Regions from separate parts of the Zea mays genome. Here all the other regions are linked to region 3. The links are chromatin contacts, called in public Hi-C maps. All regions are on one chromosome and are shown on one strand. Each heading gives the region's core, a stretch centred on a gene start, on an enhancer-like site or on the middle of the called end of the contact. The rest is flanking DNA. Distances are from core to core; before and after follow the strand shown. Region 1 holds the start of LOC100194114. Region 2 holds the start of LOC103634827 (metallothionein-like protein 2A). Region 3 holds the start of LOC100273651. Region 4 holds the start of LOC103634825 (factor of DNA methylation 1).

Region 1 (6,952 bases), core at 1,093-3,592, 310 kb before region 3:
AAAAAACCCTAATCTCCCCCTTCACGGATCAATGATATTAATTACAAAATTAATTATTTTCAATATTAGTTACCATATAACCATGCATATTACGATATTATAAATATTATATTTTTTTGAACTCCAAAAATGTTGTATAAAATCAAATACCTTAGTTAAAATGTAAAGGATAGCTAAATAGAGAGAAATAGGGGGAGAAAATAAGAGAGGGAGAGGTTTTTAAAAATAAGTAAAAAATACGAATAAGGAAAGACAAGAGAGAGAATGAATGAAATCACCCTCACAATGAATCGAATCAAAATCAACTCAGCAAAAACAAACTCCTGTACATACAGCTAGTTATTTGTTTGTATTATGTTGAGACGAGGGACAGCTAGCAGCCAGTCCGTTGTCCAATCAGTATTCTGTTTCCAAACTACATACAGCGAATCAAACGTTCAGGTGACGGAAAACGACTGAGCACGGAAAAAAATCGGACAGGATGACGGACCAAAGACGGGTGTTCTACGAATAAAAAAACAGATACGAAGAAACACTTTACTTTCTATCATTAGATATAGAATAGATATCGATCTTCCTATATTTTTTGATAAGAAAGTGGCGAATTGGGATATTGACAGCTATATGTGACGATAAAACAAATAACATGGAGCGATCATAGTAGCGAGTTTGGGATTTGCCTCCGCGGCACATTTTCACGCGGAAATATATTTTAGACCTAGTTTCGGAACCTATTTTTTTTAAGAGACTTATATTTTTTTTCAAGAAAAAATATTTTATTCTTTCTTAGAAAAATAATAATACTTTAGAAAAATAGAGTTCTCAAACTAGCCTTTAGTAAGGTAAGTACTATGTAGCTATTTCTAACAAGGGTATATGTGTGGTGTACAAAATTTTGTTTCTCCATCAGATTATGTATTTGCAAAATTATGCATTGAAGAAGAGATGGTGGACAAATTTGCATAACTTATCTCTTCATGTGCATTTTACCTGTGTGCTGGAGACATAAATTGTGCTGCAGTATCGTGCGATGGATATTTTTACATTTTGCCTACCTTGCTGGAAGTATGGATATTTTCACATTTTACCTGTCTTGTTAGAGGTAGGCTAAACAATGTTTAAATACACTAGAGCTAATAGTTAATGACTAAAATTAATTAAAGACATTCAAACAATCTAACTAATAATTCAACTATTAGCTATTTTTAGTAAATTAGTTAATTGTAGCTAGCTAATTCTATTAGCAATTTTTTTTAGCTAATTAACTATTAGTCTAGTACGTTCAAACACCCCCTAAATGTTTTAGTTTTTGCTCATAATTAGCAAAATATATTTCATATGCTGCAAGCATGCTTATAAGTCATTTTTAACTTTTTTAGAGAGCCAAAACACCTTAACTTTAAATAAAACTACGGAAACATCACGATGATTTATATTATCGAATAGACATGCTATAAAACATAATCAATAAAAAAATATAACTGTACTTATTTTAATTTATTAATGTTATTGTACAAATTTAGTTGAACTTAAGATACTTTCATTCCAATAAGGTTTAAATGACTTATAATTTAGACCGAAAAGAGCATATTGTTACTAAATACAGTTATCCTGATTTATATGAGTACAAGTTGTGAGTTTGAATCACACACAAGATATGTAAAAAAAATGGACACCTCAGAAATAAAAGTCAGGTTAATAAAATTATTCACTCTCTATCATTATTATTGGTAGATAAATACATAGATGTAGAGTAGAACACCCTTTTTGTTTTAAAATTTTATCTATATATAGATAGATAGTTAGATAGATAAAAGTAGTCTATATAGTAGAATAGATAAATAGATAATTTATTTATACCGAAAAGAGTATATTGTTACTAAATACAATTATTTTAATTTATATGAGTACAAGTTGTGAGTTTGAATCACACATAAGATATGTAAAAAAATAGACACTTCAGAAATAAAAGTCAGGTTAATATAATTCTTCACTCTCTATCATTGTTATTGGTAGATAAATACATAGATATAGAGTAGAACACCTTTTTTGTTTTTAAAATTTTATCTATATATATAGATAGATAGTTAGATAGATAAAGGTAGTCCATATAGTAGAATAGATAAATAGATAATTTATATATATCTTATATATATAATAAGAAGATATATAGAGATAGAGATAGAAAGATACCTATACCTCTTTTTTAAGGTAAAACGTACAAGAAAATTCCATGTGGCAGTAGGGGCCACATGTCATCGTGAATACTGGCCGGCAGGCCTCATGTCTCACATGAGAGGCCACAAACCTCACTCCGCCTGTGTTATCATTTGCACCTTCTCTTCCTTCCTCTTCCTCTGCAAGAAGCCAAATACAATTTAGAAGCGCCCTTCCTCCTCTCCCCCATCCGTACCCAATCTAATCGACACCCGGCCGAGATGGGCCGCAAGTTCTTCGTTGGTGGCAACTGGAAATGCGTAATTTCTCTTCCCCCGTCGAACTGCCTATTTTTCTTTCGTGGATGGGATGTGGACCTTTGGTAGTATATCTGATCCCGTTTACGGTTAAGCTAGGCAGTGTTTTGTTTTTGTTTTTGTTTTTGTTTGGGGAGGGGGTTTGGATTCGATTGCTCTGGATTCAGTTCACCGTAATAATTGGGTTTTTTGCTCTTGGTTGGGAAGCCCGGATATGATGCCTCCAGGTTAAGGTCCGGCCACGAATAGAATCGATCTGGTCGTTCTCGTACAAAACGGAATCTAAGGTGATGTTGATGGTTTTTGTATGTTGTGACCTAGCTGGAAGAGCCCGCGTTCTTCTTCCAATGCGCCTGTGCTTCCCAGGCTCCAGCGCAGAGCAAATCGTAAAAGCCCTTCATAAGTTTCGTGATGCATGTTGTCTGTAGGAGCAGAGGAGTTCGATATCCAACTTTTGGAGACCCATTCTCGTTTGCTGCACGAATTAACCTTACGTTTCTTGTCATGGAGCTCGGGGCTTGCTCAATCTGAGCATAGGTTGGAGCTCCTCGCGAATTGAGTACTCATTGGCAGTGTAAGAGCTTGCTCAATCTGATAGTAGGTTGGAGCTCCTTTTGTGAATCGAATACACACTGGCAGTGAAAGAGCCTGTTGCTTTGCCAAATTTCTCATACAAGTGACATGTATATATATTGAATTGCTTGATAACTGATCATGTCATGGTTGATATTGATGCGTGCAGAATGGAACCACAGATCAGGTTGAGAAGATTGTCAAAACCCTGAATGAAGGAAATGTTCCCTCTTCAGATGTTGTTGGTATGGACAACCAAAATTTACATAATATGTTTTAGGACTGACCTTGAACATTGCATACATTTGTGTAGTCCTGAGAAATTTACCAATTGTATGATGTGCTTAATGAGTTGTAACTGTTTGCATTGCAGAGGTCGTTGTCAGTCCTCCTTATGTGTTCCTCCCGGTGGTCAAGAGCCAGCTGCGCCAAGAGTTCCAAGTTGCTGCTCAGAACTGCTGGGTGAAGAAGGGAGGTGCATTCACCGGTGAAATTAGGTTAGTCTTTAATTCTATCCTGGCTGACTACGACATATGTCATAATGACCAATCTGTGGAAGGATTATTGTCAAAACTTTGAAGCAAATACATAGTCTTGTACTAGAATAATTGCTTATATTTCTTGACCATTATGCACGGAGTCCTTTGAGGTCACCTTTCATGTTTTCATTCAATTTTAACTATTATCATCTGATTACTATGCTATGTTAAGCATTCTGCATATATGTAACATAATTCAGCAGTTTGTGTATTGCGCTTGTTTCCCCATTGAATTTCACTATTAGTTGATTACGAAGTCATTATTGATGCAGTGCTGAGATGCTCGTCAACCTTGGCGTTCCCTGGGTCATTCTTGGACACTCTGAAAGGAGAGCTCTGCTGGGAGAATCAAATGAGGTATGATCCATGTCACAACTTATGCAACATGTCTTTTGTGTTATTTTCATTGCGCTTGTAATGTGTGCATATTTTTATCTGGGACTATGTTGTATCTACTTTAATTCTCCCCTGAGACACCAACCAATTATTTAGCTGTTCCCTGTCTTCGGCATAGCCACTGCCATTCAATGAATGTTCACATCTAATGGTTTTACTCTTCTGCTTGGATGCCAGTTTGTTGGAGACAAGGTTGCTTTTGCTCTGTCTCAGGGACTAAAGGTCATTGCATGTGTTGGTGAGACCCTTGAGGAGAGGGAGGCTGGTTCAACCATGGATGTTGTTGCTGCACAAACAAAAGCAATTGCTGGTACTTTTCCTTTACATTCCCTCCAGTGACATGACATGTGTAGTCTCTTTCTAGCCCTTCATGGTTAGTTTTTTAATGGTAATGAAGAGTTGCTGCCTTGTTGGTTCATTATATAAATGTAGCTATACATCTTTTGGTTGAGATTGTTCGTCTGGCATTTATTCAGTCGTTGGCTGCTGCCTCTCAGGTGTCACAGTAGAGTTACTGTAGTCATAAGCTAGCTGCAGCTAGCCACAGCAGCTGAAACCCAAACTGAACAGGCCCTTTGCTTCTGGTGATCAGTTCTGTTAGATAATCTACATATCCGGAGTTCGGACATTACTGTTTTTCTGTAACAGCTTTAGTTTAGGAATCAACTTATGTGTGTTTCTGTCGCTGCGAAAGGGCCTTTAGCGTAATGGTTAAAGCTTCCAAGTAGCACCTCCAGGTCCCGGGTTCGATCCCCCTTGGGGGCGAATTTCGGGCTTGGTTAAAAAATCCCTTCGTTGTGCCCCGCCCGCCCTCGGGTTATGTCATGCACCCCACCCTCCGGCTGGGCATTTGCAGAGTGCGCGATGTCGGCCAACTAGTGATGGGGGGCTAGGGTTCGGGGATTTTTTCGGCCGGGACCATGTTTCGGTCTCTTCTTAATAGAATACCGGGAGGGCGGTCTTTCCTTCCCTGGCCGAGTTTTTGTTTCTGTTGCTTGGATGAATTTACATGCTGGATTTTCCTTTCCGCATTTGTGGGGGAAAGACCCCACATTCATGTGGGAGCTGGGTCTGCCCTTTGTTTTGTTCATGTGAACATTTAGTGCCTTGCTTTGAAGTTACCAAGTTTTTTGACCCTATACGAAAAATCAGGCTGAATGGATCAAATGGCTGTTTGTTTTACAGAGAAGATCAAGGACTGGAGCAACGTTGTTCTTGCCTATGAACCAGTCTGGGCTATTGGAACTGGCAAAGTCGCCACCCCAGCTCAGGCTCAGGAAGTAAGTTCTGTTCTCTCTTGGTACAACTCTCTACTGGTTAATGTATTTTTATCTGTTTCAATATTGGGCTGCGATGCACTATGATTATAAATATGTTGATCTGCTACATGCGTTATCCTTTTCTCTGTGCAACACTCAGATTTGTGTTATTATGGTTAACACTCAGATTTGCACTATGTTCCCAGGTGCACGCCTCCCTGAGGGATTGGGTAAAGATCAATGTCAGCCCTGAGGTCTCTGAATCTACAAGGATCATCTATGGAGGTATACATACATTTTTGGAGCAATTGACTTGGGGTTTCATGTGTTGGCTGCTAAACCATCTTGTGACAATCACGCATGTGCCTTCTGTGCTACAGGTTCAGTAACTGCTGCGAACTGCAAAGAGCTGGCAGCACAGCCTGATGTCGATGGTTTCCTTGTGGGCGGTGCTTCTTTGAAGGTAACGGGAAAAAAAATCCAGGATGACAGTTGATGTCCTGTCTGTCCCTTTATTTTTGTGACCCAAAGAAAGAACAAAATGACCTATGTCAGCAACCTGACTGTTTCCTCCCATATCTTTGTCTCCAGCCCGAGTTCATCGACATCATCAACGCCGCCGCCGTGTGAAGTCCGCTGAAGATGTTCCAACCCTTCACCCTGTTGCGGTGATGTGCTGAAGACAGATCAGACTATTTTTTTGTTTAACCGTGCAGTGCTATGTAAGCTACTAACTTTGCGCTGGTGCGGATGCTGATTTCCCTCCCCCTAGCTTTTTGTGAGGCTACTCTACAGCTTGATTCAGCTTGCTAATAATGTTTGCCTCTGGACATAGCGATAGTGGTGTTTGTGTAGCCTTTTTTTTGTGTGTGTGAATTACGATGGATCCGTCTTCGCCCGACGCCCTTTTGTGGCACTAGTCTACAACGTCTACACAAATTTGTGAGACATTGTTTGGGCATTTTAGTTTGTGAGACTAGTTTGGGCCTTTGTTGTGCCCACAGCCCCACATTGGTCGAATGCTGCCAAGATTGTACTGATCGTTGATGCCCTGTACGGATTAACCTGGTCTCCGAATGCAATCGTTGCACGGAGGCAGGCAGCCAATTATTGTACGATATGCGATATCCTCAGCCATAGGACGCTAGGATCCCTGCCAAGCACTCGTATTTGCACTATGGCCGCGATTATTTGGGGTTCGGCCTATTCGGTTCTATACTAAGGTGTTAAAAATGCCACACATTTTATGCCAACTGTGACATGTTTAAAGGTATCTCTCATACTTCAATAAGTCATTGACGAGTGGACCTATGCGGAAAAAGAAATATTTTTGTCATAACTATGGCTATAAACTAAACGCATGCCTAACTTGTCTAACCTTATGTGTGATAAATTATGGTAAGTTAGACATTAAACTAAACAGCTTGACCGTTTTTTTAGCTAGGCTAAAATGAGATCCCAACAGAGCTAAAATGAGAAGATCTCAACAGAGCCAACCTGCATTGTGCAGGGCCAACATATATTGTTTGGTTTCATTTCTTATGTCGTTCTGGCTAAGTCAAAAATCTCGTTCTGCCTCACTCAGAAACCTGAATGGTTGCCTGACTCGCATAAACTGATTCAAGCACTAGTTTGTTTGGTTGGTTGAGTCTAGCATTGAGCCTAACTCTTCATTTAGCGCCAAGTGTGCTTTTTTTTTTGCGCCAAACTT
Region 2 (6,971 bases), core at 1,682-4,181, 470 kb before region 3:
ACTTCATTCACACGAGTCAACATCGTCATGTGTTGCTCGAAGTAGCGGACCATAGCTCATGCAGGTCGACGTTCACAAATATCATTCCTCGAGCGTCCACCAAGATGAAGAGAAAGATAGTGATTGAGACAACCCCAGAAAGAAGATGACCAACAAGTAGCCATGGAGATGCTAACCATATACTTGATCGTTCGTACATCCGAGCAAGTGTCACATATGTAGACGGTGGTTCCGGATGTTGGATCCTCGAACACTGCGTGCGTGCAGAGGATTGCGACGAGTCGGTTCAGACACAACTCGATTAAAAAGCGAGAAGCAAGTAGCTTTGTGTTGTTGTCTCTCTTCCTATTTATGCTACCAGAGCTAGATATAACAGGAGAAGTTGGAGTAAGATTAAAAGATAGAGTGGATACCATAGCGTACACTCATTACTTGTATGTTACAGGTCCATTATGCTTCTATCAATTCAATTATTAACTCCCTCATTAACCTGTCCGGGTGGCCAAACCAATCCAATCCCACAACACGACCACAAATAATATCATGGCACGCAACAACAATCCCATACGACCCGATAACCCTAATAGCTCTAGCCTCTAGAGGCCAGGATGCCCTCAAGTTACCTGGATGTCCCAACAGCCCAAGGGCCTCCGATGGATCCTCTAACCATCTCGAGAGCCATAGGAGTAGAGGTGGACATTTTAAAACTGAAATTGTATAGCCACTGGATAGGAGTGGAATAGTAAAAAGGAAGAGGGGTCTTTAATCCAAGGATTTGGTTGATGGTGTGCGGAGTCCGTGCATATATAGATACATCTGGAGAACATCAAGAGAGAAGAACTACGATCAAACAAATAAACAGAACTTTTTTTCAAAAGTTATTTCATGTGAAAGAACCTAAGGGTTCCGACAAAACAAACTAGATATCCATGCTATTTGTGCAGGTCAACTTGGTAGCTAGAGCATCTTTATAAGATATCGTATCCAATCTCCTATACCTAAAAGATATTATTTTAGAAGTTGGAGGTGCAGCAATATGTCCTGTTTATATCTCCTATACCTAAAAAGCAGTATACTTTTAAGATATTTATAAAATAAGCATCTTTTCTCCTGAATAGATGAGACAGCCCTCTCGGTACCATCGATAAAGAATTATATTTGCTATAAATTATAAAAGTGCTCTTTTTATATCCAAAACATAATTTTCTAAAATGATTTATAGGGGGGGGTGCAATATAAGTATTTGATCGAAGCGGATGGGGGTGTTTGTTTCCTTTTTCAAGGCGCGCGCAGGAGATAATGTCTTGTATGTAAATGAAATAAATTCTGTTTTGCAAGCTTCAAATGGTTTGGTCACTAGAGGTTTCATTCTGTTTTCAAGGAGTAAAATTACCTTTATAGCGGGATGAAATAAAATTTCCATTCATTCCCTTGTGTTTCTTAGATCATCTTTAAGAGGGGCTCTAAATATGGTTGTGATTTAAAATATAGGGCTCAGGACCAAAAATCACCCTTCGACAATAGCTCTATTTCATAAAGTGTTATTAAATGATTATAGAGCTCGGTCTCTCGGGTCATAAATATAATTCCCCGTATATTAGAGTCATATCATCGTTTTCTTTTAATCTCCAACTATTTTTCTCGAATAATATGATTTAGTTTCAAAATAGTATTATTTAAGGTCCAACTATTGAAGTGTAAATTTATTTCAAGCTCTAAACAAATATGGTCCTATTTTAGTTTTTAGGGCTCTATTTAAAGCTTCTGGTTGTATATGCACTTAGTGAGTTTCTAACTATGTCATAGAATCTCATTCAATTCAATGAATCGAAACATGAGGAATCCCTGCAAGTTTTATTTGCATCGATTATCTTCAACAATGTCTTAAACCAGTGTCCTATCGAGTTCAATTCATAAAGAAACAACTCCAACAATGTTATATTTTACAAAAAAAAAATATCAAAAAATAGAGCAGACCATAAAGTAACCTAAATATACTAAATCTCGGATTGCTGCTCTATCCTTGTTTTCTACATCATCTCGATCTTTTCTTTTTGAATAATATAATTTATTTCCTAAAACACATAATTTAGACGATCTTTTCTTTTTAAATAATACAATTTATTTCCTCAAATACATGATTTAGGGTTTGACTGTTAGAGCTTAATTTGTTTGAAGTATGCTAAACATTGTAAACAATATAGTATTTTAAATTTAGAGACACTATTTTGATGGCACACTATTTGGTTCTACAGAACTAAACTTTAGTCTCTCTCTTTTAGTTCCTTTTAGGAGCTAAATTGTCAATACAAGTTATAAGTGAAGGACTAAATTGTCAAATTAGTCTATAGTCCTTTGAGGGGATGATTAAAAGGGACTAAAGCATATTCTGGACTATATTTACCTCTCATTATTGTATGTGTCTCTGATTAATTACTTGCTGGAAGCATTATTTTTGGTCTTTGGTCATCTGTTTTAATGGTCTTTAGTTTTTAGACAAACAGAATAGGGACTAAAGTTTAATCTTACACTAAAATTTAGTAGTAACGGAACCAAAAATTCGTCACACAAACGTTTTAAAGCGAACAATACAAACAAAAAAAATGGTTGATAGTTGTAGGCTTGTAGTAGGTGGCGGACTGATTCAATTTACTGCCCTGCCCCCGCAGCGAAAATCCGGATCGCACCGCCCGCAGTCCGCATAGGATACGCGGCGCGCGTGACGCTCGCTCTCCGAACCGCATTTGTCCGCGTCTCATGGCGCATGGACGGCTACGGCCAGAGCCGTGCAGGGGTGGGGGGCAGGAGCGTAACTTCGCACGTCACGGGAGCATCCAGACCCCGCGCCGCGTGGGCGGCCAGATGGCTGGCCTGCTCCCCCGCCCGGCCTTATAAAACGGGAGCAAGGCCGCAGGTCGTCTGTCCACTGCGACTGTGAGCTTCGTTCGTTCAGTTCATCCGTGTTCTTGTTTGCGAGGTCGAGAGAGAGAGGATGTCGTGCTGCGGAGGCAACTGTGGGTGCGGCTCCGGCTGCAAGTGCGGCAACGGCTGCGGAGGGTAAGCCCCGTCCAGTCCGCGTTGCGCTCTCGGCCGGAGTCAGATCTGACGGCGGATGAACATGTGTATATATATATATATATATATATATATATATATATGTGGTTTCCGGCCCTGATCTGCACGCCTTCCTCCATGGCTGGCTGGCTCTGCTTTTCGTCTTGCTGCATGCGCTTCGATTCACGTCCATCCATCCATCCACGGATCGGAACCGAACCTTTGCTGCCTTTTTTTCTCGTCATGCTCATCGTTATCGATCTGTATGTCTGTCTGTCTCTACATGTATGCAGGTGCAGCAAGATGTACCCGGACATGGCTGAGCAGGTGACCACCACCACCCAGGCTCTCATCATGGGTGTCGCACCATCCAAGGGGTATGTGCTCCCTCACCCCTCTCTCTCGATCGGCGCCAAATAACATGTGGTGTTGAGTTATTATGAGCTGTGTACTACTGTCGGCATATGGATGGATAGGCGGTGCCAGTATGGTAGAGAACAGAACGCGCCAAATATCTCTTTATGTTCTCTTTATGGTGGTGATGGTATGGATGCAGGCACGCCGAGGGCGGGTTCGAGGCGGCCGCCGGAGCTGAGAACGGCGGGTGCAAGTGCGGCGGCAACTGCCAGTGCGACCCCTGCAACTGCGGCAAGTGAGCTAGGTGCTCCACCCTGCAGGCCGGCCGGAGGAAGCTAGCTAATTATAAAGCTTAATAAAGTATAGCGGCGTCGCTGTGTGTGTTTCGAGTCAGTCAGTCAGTTGCGTGCCATGGCATGCTCTGAGTCTGAGATGATGATGATGGCTGATGGCGGCGTCGTGTCCTCCCCTGGCCTCCTGGGGCGCTTCTGGCGAGCAGTGTGTTGTGTTGTGTGGGTGCCGCACGCTAGCAGGCTAGCCATGTGCCCTGCTGTGTTGTGTCACCATCCATCTATAATCTTATCCATACCCCACCTTTTGTGTGATGCGTGTACCCTTTCCTGATGTCTGTTCCCGGGAGTATAAGGGGGGTGTTTGGTTCCTCTCCTAATTTTTAATCGCGTCAGATGTTTGAAGGCTATTTTTAAGTACATTATACATGTATACTAAAAATCTTAGGAGAGCTTTTAGTGAGGCTCTATGCGCCAGCCCCACCGCTACCTCTGTCCAGATTAGTGCTGGGAGTATAGGCCGAACTTTTTGGGCCAGCACGAGCACGACCCGAAAATAAGAGCCCAAAGCACGGCTCGGCATGAAATAATTTGGACCGGGCTAGCACGGCCTGAAGGCGGGCTTGGGACGGGCCTCAATTTCCGGCCCGTCAGGCCCCCAGCACGGCCCGCATAGATGGGCCGGGCTTGGGCCGGCACGGTCCAATTAAGCCCAATCTATTTAATTTCTTTAATTTAGTAAGATATCGACTTTATATTGTTGTTATATTTAGAGTTTATGTGATCAAATGATGCTACAATTGTTTAATATCTTTAATTTAGTAAGTTATGAACTTTATATGATTATAATATTTTGAGTTTATGTGGTCAAATACACGGGCCGGGCTTGGGCCGGCACGGCCCAAAGAAGGCACGACGTGGTTTAGGGCCGGGCTGGGCCACTGTTTTTATACTTCGGGCTGGCACGACACAGTCCAAAAATTATTTGGGCTTTACTGGCCCGAACCTGTTTGGCACGATGGGCTTGGGCTGGGCTGGCCCGGCCCGGCCCGGCCTAATTCCCAGCACTAGTCCAGATACAAACTAAACGGTAAGACGAAACTATTAAGTCTATATAGTTCATGATTCGTCTATATAATGCTACAATAAACATTTGCTAATTATGGATTAATTTGACCTAACAAAATTATCTTGTCGTTTGCTAATCATGGATTAATTTGACCTAACAAAATTATCTTGTCGTTTAATACTCACCTATATAATAATTAATTTTATAATTAAACTATATTTAAGACATGTATTCGGTATACGCTTTAGTACCTGTAAGTCTGTAACCAAATGCCCCTAGTCACTACCGGACACAGCTCCTTTGCCGAGTGTCTCAGACACTCGGCAAAGGCTATTTTACATTTAGCAAAGGCTTTGCCGAGTGTAACAATCGGCAAAGAACGCTCGGCGAACTGTACATCGGCAACAACCTCTTTGCCGAGTACTTTTTGTCGGGCACTCGGCAAAGAAAAGTCACCATCACGGCGCCAAGTGACGGTGACGGATCCTTTGCCGAGTGTCTTCTTTGGCACTCGGCAAAGAGGCCAATTTTGCCGAGTGTCTGCTCTCACGGCCCTCGGCAAAGACAGGTCCAGTGGGCCCCACCGCCAGTCCCTGTGCCGAGAGCTCTCGTAGACACTCGGGAAAGGAGGCTTCTTTGCCGAGTGTTTAGTGGACTGGCACTCGGCAAAGAGTCCTCTAGTGGGCCCCTTTGCCAGTCCCTTTGCCGAGTGCCTTGACCACAGCACTCGGCAAAGATGGCTTTACCGGTTCTCAGGTTTCCTTCTTTGCCGAGTGCCATGGTCAGCACTCGGCAAAGATGGCTTTACCGGTTCCCAGGTTTCCTTCTTTGCTGAGTGCCATGGTCATAGCACTCGGCAAAGACACTCTTTGCCGAGTGTTACACTCGGAAAAGTGACCAGGAAGTCCCTTTTTTATTTGTTTTTGCTGTTCCATCCAAACAAACAAAAGATATATATCTGTCGGCGTTCCGAGACCGGTGGGTCCCTGGGCCGACGAATGAATGTCGCCGCGTGCCCCAGCCCAGATGGGTCGAGCGCGAGGGCGAGCGCGAAGGGGGGAGAGCGAGGCGGCCGGAGACCGGCGTGAGAGAGGTGGGAATCCCGCGGCCTTCGTGTTCGTCCCGCGCCCAGGTCGGGTGCGCTTGCAGTAGGGGGTTACAAGCGTCCACGCGGGAGAGGGAGCGAGCGGCCTCCGGCGAGCGACTGTTCTCGTCCTCGTCCCCGCGCGGCCAACCCTCTCTAAGAGGGCCCTGGTCCTCCCTTTTATAGGCGTAAGGAGAGGATCCAGGTGTACAATGGGGGGTGTAGCAGAGTGCTACGTGTCTAGCGGAGGTGAGCTAGCGCCCTAGGTACATGCCGTTGTGGCAACCGGAGAGATCTTGGCACCCAGCTGGTGTGATGTCGTGGCCGTCGGAGGAGCGATGGAGCTTGGCGGAGGGACAGCTGTCGGAGCGGTTGAGTCCTTGCTGACGTCCTCTTGCTTCCGTAAGGGGGCTGAGAGCCGCCGTCGTGACAGAGCATGCGGGGCGCCATCATTGCCTATCTGGCGGAGCGAGCCAGATGGGACGCCGGTCTTGTTCCCTGCGGCCCGAGTCAGCTCGGGGTAGGGTGATGATGGCGCCTCCTGTTGACGTGGCTGGTCTGCGCCCTAGGTTGGGCGATGTGGAAGCTCCTCCGAAGCCGAGGTCGAGTCCGAGCCCCCGGGTCGGGCGAGGCGGAGATTGCCGGCTGGTGCCGGGGTGGAGTCCGAGCCCTAGGGTCGGGCGAAGCGGAGTTCGTCGTCTTCTGGGGCCGAGCCCAAGTCCGAGCCCTGGGTCGGGCGAGGCGGAGATCGTCGTCTTCTGGGGCCGAGCCCAAGTCCGAGCCCTGGGTCGGGCGGAGTTCGCCGTCTTCCGGGACTTAGCCCGAGTCCGAGCCCTGGGTCGGGCGGAGCGGAGTTCGCCGTCTTCCGGGACTTAGCCCGAGTCCGAGCCCTGGGTCGGGCGGAGTTCGCCGTCTTCCGGGACTTAGCCCGAGTCCAAGCCCTGGGTCGGGCGGAGCGGAGTTCGCCTTCTTCCGGGACTTAGCCCGAGTCCGAGCCCTGGGTCGGGCGAAGCGGAGCTTCCTATGGTGCCTTCGGCAGGGCCTGACTGCCTGTCAGTCTTACTCTGTCAAGTGGCACTGCAGTCGGAGTGGCGCAGGCGGCGTGTCCTTCTGTCAG
Region 3 (7,035 bases), core at 3,536-6,035:
CGAGCCCCGCTGCACACAAGGAACAGCCGCACTTCCAAGGTCAGCAGCAGGCCTGAAACATGTGCCAGAGGATGCAATGCAGATGCAGAAGCTTGAACAGCAGCTTGAAGCATGATCAAGGAATCATGGAACTACATCGGTAGAGTTCCTTTACCTTGCAATGTCAAGAAGCTGAAGGCAAAGGCGAAGAACATGCCCCAAGTTTATCTTGCTCATATAGAACTGTCACAGGTGAAAACATACAATAGCTGCAGGAAGGTCTCCACAGCTTTTGCACCAGGAACTTGAGTGAGAGAAAGCAATCAGCGACCTTGATGAAGTTTCACCTTCAGTAAAGCTTGGCACCATGATTTGTATCAGAAACATGTATTCACGACCCATTTAATCAGGAACCACGCACAATGTGTATATCATAAATAGAAATCCCCAATTGCAGATAACAATTGTGGAATAGAAACGTAATACAAAAGGTAGATTTTAGAAAGGACAGGATGCTTCTGCAGATTACAAAGTGACAGTTTGCTTCGTCTTGCTAGAAAACAAACTGTTACGTAAACGACCACTCATTCCTTTCATTAGGGAGTACGAGTTCAGTACACACACTATATGCTAACAGAAAGTTGTCTGTCGAGGACATCTGTGTCCTGTCACTGCAGCTCGTAGGATGAAAAGGTGAACCCGGATTTTTTCTCATTGGTACACTTCAGCTCGAGCTTCTGAAATGGACTGCACATGAAGAGAAAAAAAAGAAGTGTTTACACCAGCCTACCTTCTCCGATAATGAATTTGATCGCAAACCATTATTATTCGCAACAAATAAATGGCAGAAAAATGTTCATTACCTGCTATTTGGATCATAATAAAATCCACTGATGGAGCCATCGCTACAAGAAAAGCAGACGTAGTAGAAACCAGCGATGGTTAACCCACAGTCGACTCCAACATTGACAAAATATTGCTCTTTCCATCTCTACATGTAGCATCAGAGAAATGGTAAACAAAATGCTTAGATATAAACAAATGAACAGGTGGTCTGTGGTCAGGTAATCCCATACCATAAATATATAAGGATAGTTGCTAAAGTCCAGAGACTTGCCACCATCTGTCTCAATCTGACCCTGAAGGAAGGGCATAAAAGCAAATCATCAATAGATTCAAGATGATGAACAATACCAAGTTAGGTAACCAATTACCAGAAGAGGTGTAAATGATGGGAACTTGGACCAATGTCTTATATCATCCTCTGGTCTGCAAACAGTGTAAGTAAGATGTTTTCACATGTAAGTTTGGAATGCTGTAAGTCACCAGGACATAAACAGAGATGGTATGAGGCATAAAACATCGATACTCACGATGCCTCCCACTTTCCAGTGAAAAATGTGTAATTTTTAGCATCCACTATCTCCCCCTCCCAGAAAGTCACAACCTACCGACAGAACAAATACATGAGGTTAAACACATCATTTTTTCTGTATTTTTAAATCCAGTCTTGCACTCTGTCAAGTGGCAACACATTTAATTCTCAGTTAACTTTTAAAAATTTGATGGTGCACAATTATTTATTTAGCAAACCTATAACTAATATTGTCTTCAATGGATAACATTAGATTTCAGATTCAAAGTGGAAGAACAAATGTACTCACAGGTGTATCTGCTAATGGAACATTAAGCGCTTCCATCGTTCCACATAGATAACCCTGATCAAGATCACAACCATGGATGCGTACATTCACTTTCCATGCTTCATCCTTCTGCAGGCTTGAAACATTTTGAGTTCCAGCAAAAGACTGAAAGAAAGATACAAGCAAATTTAGTCAATGGCAACCCTTCTGGCTTCAATCATAAAGATGACACAATGCTCATTAGTAGTAGCGTGAGCTATATACAAGAATACAGCTACATTTTGCACAATTTACTGTGAAAACCATAACCTATGCCCCAGAACATAAAATGGAAACTGGAAGATAAGCGGAACTACAGTTACTTGACAGCACACATCCAACAACGATCCTGCCTTTCCTACCCAACACACACACACAAACACGGAAAACAAAAAAAAGAAGCAGAAAAGCAAAATGATGATAAGCAATAATCGTGAAATTCGTAGAATATAGAATAGAAATGGGAGCTAGGAGCAGCAGTAGTTGGCAATTGGCATTAGTAGAGATGAAGACAAAATGGTGAACTCCTATTTGCTTTATAAAAGGAAATTGAGGAAGATAGCAGTTAATAACATAGCTGTAACAAAATCAGTGATATGTACACATGTACCATACTGAAAGGAAATTGTGGAAGATAGCAGTTAATAATACAACTGTAACAAAACCAGTGATATGTACACATGAACCTTACCGGACCACAACAGTGACGTTCTTAGTCAAAATTTCAATTGAAAGAACAAAAGCACTTACTCTTCCAGCACTTAAGAGTGAACAGCTAGGAGGAGATGGGTGTCCAGTATTTGCTTCTTGCCCTGCAACGAATATTGTAATGAGTATGACATGTCAAACTATTGAACTTAGAAAAGCATCACCGAAGCAGTTGTAACTGAAAAGGAAAAAAAGAAAGGAAAATTCATGTTAATAAATTCTACAAAAACTAATTAGATTCCCATAAGGAAAAACCACTATATGTTTTCGGATTAACTAGAACTTCCATCAACATGGCAACAATTGGTTTTCTAAGAACCAGCAAACAATACAGCATGAGCAGAAATGTTGTCACACTCAAGTCACAATCTCATGAGTAACGGACCATGATTTCGGACGCCGAGCACTGTCATTACACATGAATGATCAAACACATGCAAATATTAGCAACACTACGTTATCAGGGAGAAGCTTCCAACTGAATTTGGAACCAAAACGCAAAAAAAAATTCCAAGGCTCAAAAGCATCAAGACTCACTGCTGACTACCCCCAGCTGACGCTTAAGTTTTGGACACAGTAATTTAGCTGATAGAAAGGATCAAACTGCAGCCAGTCAAACTCAAGGTAACTTAGAGCAACTCCAACAAAGGTGCTAAACTGGGCCTTATCTTAAATTAAAGGGTTGAGGACTAAAAATAGCTTCCAACAATAATCAAATTTATATAGGACTCCAACCTAAAGGTCCTAAATATACAACCTCGTACAGAGGTCCTATTCTAGTATCTCAACTACCAAACCGTTCAGGAAATCCTCATCTCCCTTCAGTGATAGGGCTTCTGCGCCCCTGATCCGCAGCCGCCATATGTCGGGGCCACGGCATCTCTGCCCACAGACATGAGCCGCCGGCGCATTTCCCGTGCTCCCCACCTCTCCGCTCATCTTGGTGACTCGCCACCGCGCACCGATGCCCGCACGTCTCGTCTCTCCGTCCACGGCCGTCACTCATCGGTGAACAAGGCTGCCCTCCAGAGTTTGTGCGCTTCCTCCCGGCCACGTTCGTCCCTCGTTGGCGCACAGGGCTGCCATCTCGTCGGCGCGCCCTGCTCCCACCTGCCGGCAAGCCCATCTCTTCCGTCGTCAAACTCCATCGCATGGATCAAAGAAAGCCGGAACAGCCACGAAAGGGTCGTGAAGCTCCTCGCTAAACACTGCCATAGATGCAATTCGACAAGAATCTAGAGGTATGTTGTTCAACAGCTTTAGCTATCCGTTTGAAAAGAGAGGAACTCATTAGAAAACGGCGTCGGAACATCTTCTCAGGATATGTTGGGTGCTCAGCAAAATAGTCAAGGTATAATTTCATACCGTGTTCATCTCTATTTTGATTGTAAACCTTGTGTCCAAAAACTGAACCTCGATGCTTCTTTCGCTGCTTATGCTTCCTCTTCCGATATTCACCCATCATGAGAAGCATGAGGTGGTCAAGTTCATCATCTAATTCTTCATCTTCGAGATGGATCATAGATCTCCTAGTTGCATACATGTTTCTGCAGTGCACATATGGCAATATAAAATATTATTTCTAAGCTATCATATATCGCATCATATAACGGTTACAATGCAAAATACACTTGATCAACACACTGCTTACTTGTTGCAAATCTGCAGCAGGTTCTAAATGAACTATTCACCTCGTCCACGCGCCCAACCTCCAGCGAGCAGACTCCGCCACCACTCGTCTCGTAGCCCTCCAGCCGTATTGTGCAGGGGTCAAGAGCCTACCGTGCAGGGATGATGCGGTGATGCCCCTACCAGCAGCCGTCGAGCTGTACCTTGCAGCCGTGTGCAGCCGTCGCGCTTAACTGTGCAGCCCTTGAGGAAGGATGATGTGGGCCTCATGCGGCCGATTGCGAACGAATGCGTAGCTGACGAGAAGGATATGCTAGAAAAAAGCGCGTTGCCTCGTGCAGAGAAGATGGAAGCTGGGTAAGGATCCCAGCTGGGTATCCTGATTTTAAGGCCTGGTTGTTGGAGATCCTAAATAAATCAAAAGGTCCTAATACAAATTTTAAGGCTCAAGTTTAGAACTCCTTCTTGGAGTTGCTTTTAGGCCAATCTAGATCAGAAAAAATAGCTTCCAACAGTAATCCAACGAAATCACATCACGCCCAGGCAACAAAAAAAAACGATAATCCGATAAGATCTAGACCTGATCGTATAAAGCGGACCTGATGCGCATAGCGTATTTATTGGAGATGGAGGATGCGAGGAGGGTAAGGGAACCTGGGGAGGGCTGGGAGGAAGGCGTGGCGGTATCTACCACCCTGACCGGCATCCCTGATAGCCGCTGAGGGTGACGTCGCCGGCGACGAGGAAGAGGCTGCCTTCCCTTCTTCGAGAAAACTGTTGCCCCTCGTCGCTGAGATTTTTGACATTATAAAACACGACACATTCGACTTCGTCGAAACGAAGATGTTGAGGAGGGATTCAATGACATGGAAATACACATATAACATATCTGGTACTCAAACAGGTACAGTTTCAAGTGCACTTTTTAAATCTGATGCATTCATCTCACATCTCACGTAATCGTATCCGGTGCTCAAAGAGGTACGGTACTCACGTACACATTTTAAATCTGGAACGTCCATCCAACATCTAATCTAACAGAAGCACCAATTTTACAAACAATCTCTTTCACCTTCTTCACTTGGTGGGAGGGTTCTTAATCAAATTAACTGCAGCCGCTGGATGTGAGATGAATATATCAAATTTAAAAAGTGCACTTGAACACCGTACCCCTTTGAGCAATAGATATGTTCCCCAAAATATAAGTCTTTTCTATTTGATATTCGATGTAAATTTGGCTCTTTATATGACGTACGGTAAAAAAATGACGGTGTCAATTTCCATGTAAGGGCTTGTTCGGTTATTCCCAATACATATGGATTGGATGAGATTGAAAAAAAAATGAGAAGAAGTTAGACTTTTTGGGATTAAAACTCATCCAATCTCACTCAATACACATGGATTGAGAGCTAACCGAACACGCCATAAAAAATGAAATTTACACTGGGTTTCGAGCGATTGGAATTTGGAAACGAGTTGTGCTCGGGGAAATTCGACTTCGGGAAGTGGTCTGGAACAGTGTAGAATCGTGGTGATTTGGGCGTGGTCTGGAGGAGAGGGACGAGGGACGATGGACATGAACAAGTTTTGTGCAGCGGGAGAGGAGCTGCAGCGTACCATCTCCAGGGGATGATGTCACGAGGAGCATAGGTGCTGTTGGTTGATTTGAGCTCGGATGATTGATTCCTACATGCGAATATAGGATAGACGATGTTCCGCCACCTCGGCGTGGCGGAGGGGACGAGAGAAGCAGATGTAGAAGCTTTCCCGTCGAGCTGCTCGGTGACGTCCCAGCCTCCAGCATCCCGTACGAGGCCCTAGTCTCCGGTGGAGCAAAGAGCCCGAGGCACCGGCAGAGCCTCCGGTGGAGCAAAGAGCCCGAGGAACCGGCAGAGCCCGCGCAACCACCGCCCGCGGCGAGGCCACCTGATTTGGACGGTGGGCCTAAGCACCGACGGCGAGGAAGTTTAATTGTTCTCCTCGGTGGCTAATAAAGATTTTGAGTCTATTTTGTCGGCTACGCGTTCCTGTGTATTTTTATATCGTCGAATCTTTCCCCAACGTCTCCATTTCTACGAAACTAAATGTGCCGTGTTTTATAATGGCAAAAATTTCCTCGTCGCTAGGATGTAAACATATTTTTTTGTTAAGACCGTTCTAGTACAGTACTCCCTTTATCGTTTTGACTCAAAAATAAACTAGCGAGTGATAAATATTTAAGAACAGAGATAGTACTATATAGTAAAGTTTGAATATAAGAGTTAAAAAAACTCTTTAAAAACTGATTTATCAAGTTGCTAGCCTCTAACAATTTTTAATTTTAGGTCGTTAAATATTTTTAAATTATACTAACCTGATGATAAATTTAACATTTCTACAACTTAAATCATTTAAAGTGCATTATTTATGCGCGGATGCAAATTCAATAATGACAGATAAGTTATTTCACAATGTGATTAATGGGCGATATAGGCTATTGAAAGTGCGAAGCAAATGTCTAAGTTTAGAGATTAAATAAAAATATTTAGAAAAATGGTATATTTGGACCTTATTTAAGAAGTTGTGGGAGCGTAATTTTTTTATTACTAACATTTTAAATTAATTTTTGGAGTTTTTTTGGATTAGTGGAGATGCTCTTAGAGATAGCCTGGGTAATTTCAAGCATGTCATTACAAACCTACTTTTCAAAATTTTAAAATAATTATTTATGTAACATCACGTGAGAGAAAGGGCATGTAATGTGTATCTTTTACCATCTACTCTTTCTTCTTTCTTTGTGGCCCTTGCTCTTCCTTAAACTATCTCTAGCAAAAGTCCCAAGCGGACAAATATATGTGCATTTTACCTTTTACGTGCTCGCAAGCAATTGTCTATCTGTTCCAGCAGATCATGAATGATGATGTGAAAAATGTGCTTAACCTCCCCATAGTCCAAATCCATGGTTTTTATCTCCTCTGCGTCACGTCTGTTACACGCTCTGCAGGAAACGTCCTCTCGTTTGCGCTCTTGCATTCGTACAATGATCGTTCAAATACGC
Region 4 (7,498 bases), core at 2,046-4,545, 270 kb before region 3:
TAGAGAATATACTGATAAATTATAATCATGTGCAATAAGGATAACCCGACACAAAAAACAGACACAACATGGGATGTAGAGGATAACAAGGGAGACAATAATGAACAAGTTACCAGGACAAGGTAAAAATACAAAAACAGAAGTACAGACGAACAAAAGTAACCATGAATACCTAATTAAGCTAGAAGACACTAGAAAACATCGTATTTAGAAAATCAAAGGCACTAAAACAATACGAGATCTACAACATAACTGAAAGTGCATTCACCCCTTTTGTGAGTTTTGGTGATTTGGATAACAACACATTTAAAGGTCTAACGAGTTTGCTAAGTGTTGAACAGGAAATTCAGTATGATGAACATACTTGAATAGTGTATAATGATCAGTGAACAAAGGTTCAACACGAGGTTAAATAACCAATGAGACAATGCAAATAGATATAATATGGTCTCTATATTGGTTTGAATATATGGACAAGACCTGAGAAATCACTACATACATATGATCGAAATAGAGGATGAAGTGATTAAGAGGATTGGTCAAGCCAAAGTGAATAAGATATGAGGAATCGTGAATTGGCTTGACCATATTACTATCAGTCCATATATGCTTCTATGAGAATCAAACTAGAGCTTGATTAATCTTAACAGTTATATCTAGAAGACATTCAAGCAAGGTTCACAATATTGAAGAAATGATTCTCTCAATGGATGCTCAATATGATGTGACTCAAGAATGGCTTGATAGGGTGAAGATAGCAAGGAAAGGGCTTCGAGGAATTAAGCGAAGGTGAAGGCCAAGCGACGGCTTGTGGACCGAGGTACCATGGCTAAAGTGAAGAAGAGAGTACCTGCACTAAATCGATGAACTAATCAGCTATGAAGAGTTATAACATGTTGATGCATCAGTAAGGTGACTTGAAGCCATGATTTGAACACATATATGGTGATATGGTACAAGTCACAGGGTTTGATTTGTGTTTGCTTCAAAAGGTGAGACAAAGATGTTTGTGATCCTTATGAAGCAACGCCATGGAGAAATCACACATGAGACACCAATGACTCAAGGAGTTTACTTAATTAATTTTATTTAATTTGAGTATAGGAATTGTCGTACTATAAAGGGGATCCCAAAAAAAAGGTTGGTGTTTGCCAAAGCTCAAGCCTCTATATTCAAAAGCTATTTTTTGCAAACCAAAATCTCTTTAAAATTCTATGGTTGACCGTGGTTAGGTTTGAGAAACCTAGAGTGTTCTTGTTGAAAAGCAGCTGAGCTTCTTCAGATGCAGCTGAGCTTTTCAACTGAACTAAACTTCAGTTGAGTTGAGCTTCTTCAGCTGCAGCTGAGCTTTTTAGCTGTGTTGAGCTTTCTCGACTCCAGTTGAACTTCAACTTCAACTGGGGTCCAGGCAGGTTCAACCGGGGTCCAGGAAAAGTTCAACCGGGGTCCAAAAAGGTTCAACCGGGGTCCAAGGAAAGTTCAACCGGTGTTTTTTCCTAGACCTCACTGGTCAAAACTGCGGTTCAATCGGTGTCTGGACCTATTTTTGCAGTCTGACCTACAGTCTGCTAGTCTGGCAGACTGACTGTCAGCCTGCCCTAGGCGGTTGAACCAGCCCTAGGGGCGGTTCAACCGGTCCTCCACAGCCAAAATCATCCCAACGGCTAGTTTTGAAGCCCCACCTATATATACTCACTCCTACCTCTCTCCCCACATAAGAGCACGACCCAAACTCCATTTCTAACTTGAAGAACACCTCCCATTCTCTCTCACACATCTCTTGCCTCTCCCATTTTAAATCTTTGGAGAGAAATCTTTGAGTGAGTTTTGAGAGCTACAGTTTTTGTGCTTCATCTCCAAATCTCTCTTGCTCTTCTTCATTCGAGCTTTGGTACTACATCGAGTTCTTTGTGGATTCATTACTCTTAGAGCTTCTAGCTCCTAGATGACTAGGTGTCTCTTGTGAGTCTCCAAATCTTGTGGAAGACCACAAGAAAGTTTGTATTACCCACTCGTTTGAGCAAAGATTAGTGTGTGAGCTTGACCTTTGTGGTCGGCAAAGGGAGGATTAGGGTTGAAAGAGACCCGACTCTTTGTGGACGCCTCAACGAGGAAGTAGGGCACCTTGGTGGTGTGATCGAACCTCGGGATAAATCTTGTGTCTCTTGTGTTCTTGTTCATTGTGCTTATTTGTGTTCTTCGTTCTCTCACCATTCCGTGAAAGATTTGTTTATATCTTTTTGGTGTGTGGATTTTGAGAAGTGCCCTTCTCAGATCTACTACTTTGAACCCTGTGGATCATTTAGAACATCTCATTTTCAAAGTTAACTGGGTGAATTTCGAGATCAATTCAGTTTTACCCAGTTTGCTTCTAGTTTTTGTTGAAAAAGCTTTAACTTGTCTATTCACCCCTCTAGGCAACTTTCAATAACATGTAGAAATCAAGCAACACACATTAGATTCGTCATAGTGAGGTATGAAGGACCAAGATAACATATCTGAGGATAAATAAGCAAGCATAGATCCAAGGAACCGATCACAAGCATAACCATTTATCACATCAACACTTGAATCAACCATACTTGAAGAAATATCGTGGGATCTAGCAAGCAACCGACCAGATCCATGTCAGAATCTAAGAAGCAAATGATCGGATCTAGCAATCAAGCATACTTGATTAATAGGAAGCCTAGATCAAAATCAAGCAAACAACCAACAAAATATGGGAGGGGAACTCCTAACTGTAGAGAGAGTTAAATCCTCCTACTATAATGATATATAGCTCTCACAAGGATCACCATGGTGCCAAGTGCTAACTAGTGGCCAGCCTCTGGCTACCGGTAAAGCTATCTCCAACAGATTATTCATACCATATCTTATTTCAAAATCCACTTTATAAACAATACGATCTATAATGTAAAACATTTTTTTCACGATCATATACATAATCTTCTTGATATAGCTCAACGCTATAGTCGCCTTTGCAGATGTTCCAATATGACTGGTGTGTCGCAGCAGAATACGTAATCGGTAATCCAAGTAGCGGCCAACATCCTGCATCCCCTGCCTAGACGCTGTAGCCGATGGCCACAAGCGAGTCACACACGCTGCTGCAAAAGAAATATAGTTGAAATAGGAAAATGTGGACATATGAGAATGACATAATTTTAAAATATTTAATAACCTAAGAATTGAGAATAAGATTACTTTTATTTCTTTATATTTAATAATTTGCTAAATCTGAGTTTTTTAGTAACCAGGGTAGATATGATAGTAAAGATTGTTCAGCTCGACGCAAACGACAAAACCATCTTGAAAATGGCAGAAAGAAAAAATTCAGAAGGAGCCCTCGAATCCCGGTCCTAGGAACCGTCTGTCAACGCGGTCGGGGTACTTGAGTGCCTTTTTCTTCTCTCACGTGCGCCCCTAAACCCCAGTGTGCTGTGCTAATGGGGATCGAACGCCCTGCGCTTAAATCCTCGGGTAGAACTCTCGCCTCTTCCGACTCCGCCATACCACCAATAGATCCAGCTATGGCGGTGTAGTCGAATTCAATCCTGTGCGAGAAAACACGAAATCGCCGCTGGCTCGATATTGGCCAGGGCTTTCTCCGCCCAACTGCATCTTGCAGCGACTGTGCTCCAGTTCGGGGGAAAAAAAGGTGAGTCCTTCCCATTTCCTCTTTTTAGATTCCTGGATCGACGAACATTTGGGAGAAATATCGCCTCTTTGCTTCGAAAGATCTGACAAAGAACGGCTGTTCTTGTGTACGTACAGGAACCGTATCTGCTTGAATCCCTGCGCTCCGGGGCGGGGATGGATCTTGACCTGGACGACTACGTGGACCCCTACGAGGAGGCCGAGGCCGAGGCTGCCGCGGCGGAGGACGGCTCCGACGACCCCGACGAGGACGACTCGGATGCGGAGAGCGACTACGAGGAGGAGTCGTTTGGCCTCCTCAAGTCCGGCAAGCACCGGGTGCGCAACCCGGACGGCACCTTCCGCTGCCCCTTCTGCCCCGGCAAGAAGAAGCAGGGGTACAAGATAAAGGACCTCCTCCAGCACGCCGACGGCATCGGCGTCTCCAGCAAGCACCGCCGTCACGGCCGCGAGCGCGCGAACCACCGCGCCTTCGCGCGCTTTGTCCGCACCGAGCCGTCATTTGCGGAAGACCTCGTCGGTATCACTGGCATTCAAGGTGCCATTAAACCCACCCCTGCTAATAGAGATGGCAGTACCAATGGCGACGGGAAGGCCAAGGCTAATGTAGATACTGCTGGATCCAGTTCTGTGGCGGCGAAAGTGGGTCTGCCGCGGGAGGTTGAGAGGTTTTCTTGGCCGTGGGCTTGTGTCCTTGCGGCTGGGGCAGGGTTCAATACTGAGGACTTTGCTGGTAGAGTAGCCATGTTTAGTTCGGTTGAGGTTGTGCCTTTGTTTGTCGATGAGGTCGAAGTCGCAGAAACCTTTGCAGTTGTGAGGTTTACCAATGATTGGAGCGGATTCAGCGACGCTCTTACGCTGGAGAACCATTTCAGCATCAATAAGCTAGGGAAGAAGGAATTTGAGATGAGAGATAATGGTATAGGTTCCGTGGAGGGAGATGGTGGCGAAGGTGAGGTCAAGGTTTATGGGTGGGTTGCCCGAGCTGAGGATTATGATTCGCCGAGTGTGGTAGGGAGATTCTTGAGAAAGCACACCGTCCTGAAAACAATAGACGAGGTTTCCAAGACTGAATTAGAGAAATCAGGGGAGATGGTGGCAATACTGGCATCCAAGATCGAGGAAAAGAACCGACACTTGCAGGATTTGGAAACAAAGAAGAATGCGACAGAACTCTCCATCTCAAGGCTTGAGGAGGACAACAGGAAACTACATGAGGCATATAATGAAGGTAATCCGTGCAATTTCTCTCCCTTTCCCTTGGTTCTACTTGATGGTTTAGAGTTTTGCCTGCATGGTTGACATGTCTAGCCATTTCTATAGCATATCCATCTATGTTAACTGTATCTTGTACCTTGCATTTTATATATTTTCATGGAAGTTCTAAAACTGTTTGTTTGTTTTTTGTTCCTTCTTTATATTATACATGGATTATTTGAAGAAAAGAAATCACGGGTTGGTTAGATGAACGCATGACTTGTTGAGATAATATTATGTCTTATGATGCATCATGCATGAAGTTATTCATGCCTTATGTGCTTTAGCATTAATTTTTATCGGTAAGGCAAGACTAAAGATTTACCTGATGGGATGAACATTGGCTACACGTACAAACAAATCTCTGACCTCTCCCAATCTTTAATTTTGAGCGCTCAAATTTTTGACTTTACAAAATCAACAAAGCAAACTTCTCTATTGGAAGTCATTTATCTTATAAATTATATATTCTATTTTCAGAAATGCGCAATCTTCATCGTAGGGCTCGTGAAAATGCTTTGCGGATTTTCCAAGAGAATGAAAACTTGAGGATTGACTTAGAAAGTAAGAAGAGAGAACTGAACTTGCGAGCTAAGGAGCTTGACAAAATATCAACTGAGAATGCTAACGACAGGAAGACACTTGATAATGAGAAGCAGAAGGTAAGCTAAACAATTTTACAAGTGAAGCACTAAAGCTATGCACATGCAACCTTTTCTGAAGTGTCATGTAGATGGTGCTCTAATATGGATCTATGGTGGTGTCAAACATTTTTTTATTTTAAGCGTTTGACTTTATCCTGAAAATAAGGACTTCATAGTTATTTGCTATTTTTTCAATGGTTGTTAAAATGATATATCATCAATGCTTTCACTTTGATAAGGATGCATTACTATTAAGTACTTTATCGTTTTGATTTTATGGCATTTCCCCAAGGATATCAGGTTTCTTTGTACAATCTAATTGCATGCCCATAGTTTGGTGGACATATAGAACTAAAAGTAACAACTGAGCATATCGTTACGATAGCATAAGTGCATACTGCAGTATCTTATACTTTTTTTTTGTTTCTCTTCTGAAATGTACAGGCAAAATACGATAACAGTGAACTTGAGCTAGCAAGTATAGAGCAGCAGAGGGCTGATGCAGATGTTCTGAAGCTATTGGCTGACCAGGAGGTTTGCACTTAGCATTTTTTCTTAATGATGTTTTGTACATGTTTCTCTATAATGTAGAGATGAAAACGGATACACCTTAATACCAACAGAGGGAAAAGGAAGATGTACTTGCTAGAATGCTTCAACTAGAAAAAGAGCTGCATGAGAAGCAGCAGCTTGAGCTCGAAGTAGAACGGTTGAATGGTACACTCCAAGTGATGAAACATTTAGAGGGAGATGATGACGGGGGAGATATCCATGAGAAGATGGAGAAGCTGAGCGAAAGATTTGAGCGTGAAAAGAAGCGTCTGGAGGAATTGAGTGGGGATCTCGTGAGGAAGGAGCGTGAAAGTAATGATGAGCTACAAGAAGCCCGAAAAGAACTGATAAAGGTGCTGCCTATTTTCTCTACCATGCACCTAACAATTCCTCTACCAGTTGATGCTCATAAAATGATTTTGAATGATGAAATGATTTTCACAATGAGCAGGGTTTGGAGGAAGAGCTAAATGGACGGACAGCTATCGGGGTCAAAAGAATGGGGGAACTCGATGAAAAGCCTTTCCAAAATGCATGTAAAACAAAATACGGAAAGGATGAGTACGAGATCAAAGCAGCAGAGCTAGTCACAAGTTGGCAGGATGAACTAAAGAAGCCATCCTGGCATCCTTTTAAGATGGTTGAGGTTAACGGAGAAAATAAGGTACTTGCTCAGTTCTGTCCAGCTATGTGTTATCTTTAATGCTTATAGAACCTCTATTAGTATTTGTTTGGAAAAAAAAATCATATCCACCCTCATTCGTTGCAGGAAATTCTGGATGACGATGACACAAAACTGAAGTTCCTGTGGATCGAGTACGGCGATGATGTGTGCAATGCGGTGAAGACCGCACTGATGGAGATTAACGAGTATAACCCTAGCGGGAGGTATGTTGTGCCGGAGCTCTGGAACTTTAGGAAAGGCCGGAAGGCGACGGTGAAGGAGGTGCTCAAGTACCTGTTCAGTCAGATGGACACGACGACGAAGCGCAGGAGGGGCTGAGGAGGTGCCTGATGCCGAGTAGTGCCTTCTATGTTGTTGCATCAGTCGTGTGCTGCTCGATCCCCAAGTGGCAGTCTGGCATAGGAGATGCCCCTCTTGTGTAGTGAAATCTGGCACGATAAAGTGCCCGCGATCCAGGCTTGGGTATGCCTTATGCATCATGTTCATATGCTTGTGCATGTGGTGCTGTTGCCGCAGGCGCCCTAGCCTAACCTGTATGATTGTTGAGATGAGTAGTCTTTCTTGCTGCTGTTACTCCCTTCGCCCCTCAATGTCTCTGAATAAATCAATTCCTAAAGTTATCATAAAATCGAGCTTTTTTAATCAGACTTTTTAAAGTTTAACTGAACTTATAGAAAAGAGTCAGGATTTATGATACCAA

What was found. Hi-C and Micro-C count contacts between places; a contact is called where the count stands out from the background.
Region 1: a contact with region 3 is called in a Hi-C map of ear, with 4 times the contacts expected there. The contact joins the promoter of LOC100194114 here to the promoter of LOC100273651 in region 3. A contact is called at or near these places in 3 of 25 Hi-C or Micro-C datasets (ear, leaf and tassel).
Region 2: a Hi-C map of tassel shows a contact between it and region 3, with 5 times the contacts expected there. The contact joins the promoter of LOC103634827 here to the promoter of LOC100273651 in region 3. A contact is called at or near these places in 4 of 25 Hi-C or Micro-C datasets (bundle sheath, ear, leaf and 1 more).
Region 4: a Hi-C map of leaf shows a contact between it and region 3, with 5 times the contacts expected there. The contact joins the promoter of LOC103634825 here to the promoter of LOC100273651 in region 3. A contact is called at or near these places in 3 of 25 Hi-C or Micro-C datasets (ear, leaf and tassel).

Annotation. Positions count from the first base shown.
Region 1 is chr8:14,817,252-14,824,203 of Zm-B73-REFERENCE-NAM-5.0, reverse strand. It overlaps LOC100194114, which reads left to right and starts at 2,342. Exons shown (of 9, transcript NM_001139167.1): 1 at 2,342-2,477; 2 at 3,217-3,292; 3 at 3,421-3,544; 4 at 3,859-3,943; 5 at 4,160-4,292; 6 at 5,168-5,262; 7 at 5,448-5,526; 8 at 5,622-5,704; 9 at 5,833-6,072. The coding sequence starts at 2,439. The coding sequence ends at 5,871.
Region 2 is chr8:14,980,971-14,987,941 of Zm-B73-REFERENCE-NAM-5.0, reverse strand. It overlaps LOC103634827 (metallothionein-like protein 2A), which reads left to right and starts at 2,931. Exons shown (of 3, transcript NM_001353170.1): 1 at 2,931-3,057; 2 at 3,348-3,431; 3 at 3,611-4,041. The coding sequence starts at 2,993. The coding sequence ends at 3,710.
Region 3 is chr8:14,509,232-14,516,266 of Zm-B73-REFERENCE-NAM-5.0, reverse strand. It overlaps LOC100273651, which reads right to left and starts at 4,785. Exons shown (of 8, transcript NM_001279565.2): 1 at 4,653-4,785; 2 at 2,412-2,473; 3 at 1,644-1,787; 4 at 1,353-1,426; 5 at 1,194-1,248; 6 at 1,056-1,118; 7 at 843-970; 8 at 384-726. The coding sequence starts at 4,704. The coding sequence ends at 648.
Region 4 is chr8:14,774,138-14,781,635 of Zm-B73-REFERENCE-NAM-5.0, reverse strand. LOC103634825 (factor of DNA methylation 1) reads left to right here and starts at 3,295. Exons shown (of 7, transcript XM_008657410.3): 1 at 3,295-3,661; 2 at 3,778-4,891; 3 at 5,398-5,579; 4 at 6,006-6,095; 5 at 6,185-6,466; 6 at 6,565-6,777; 7 at 6,883-7,443. The coding sequence starts at 3,817. The coding sequence ends at 7,116.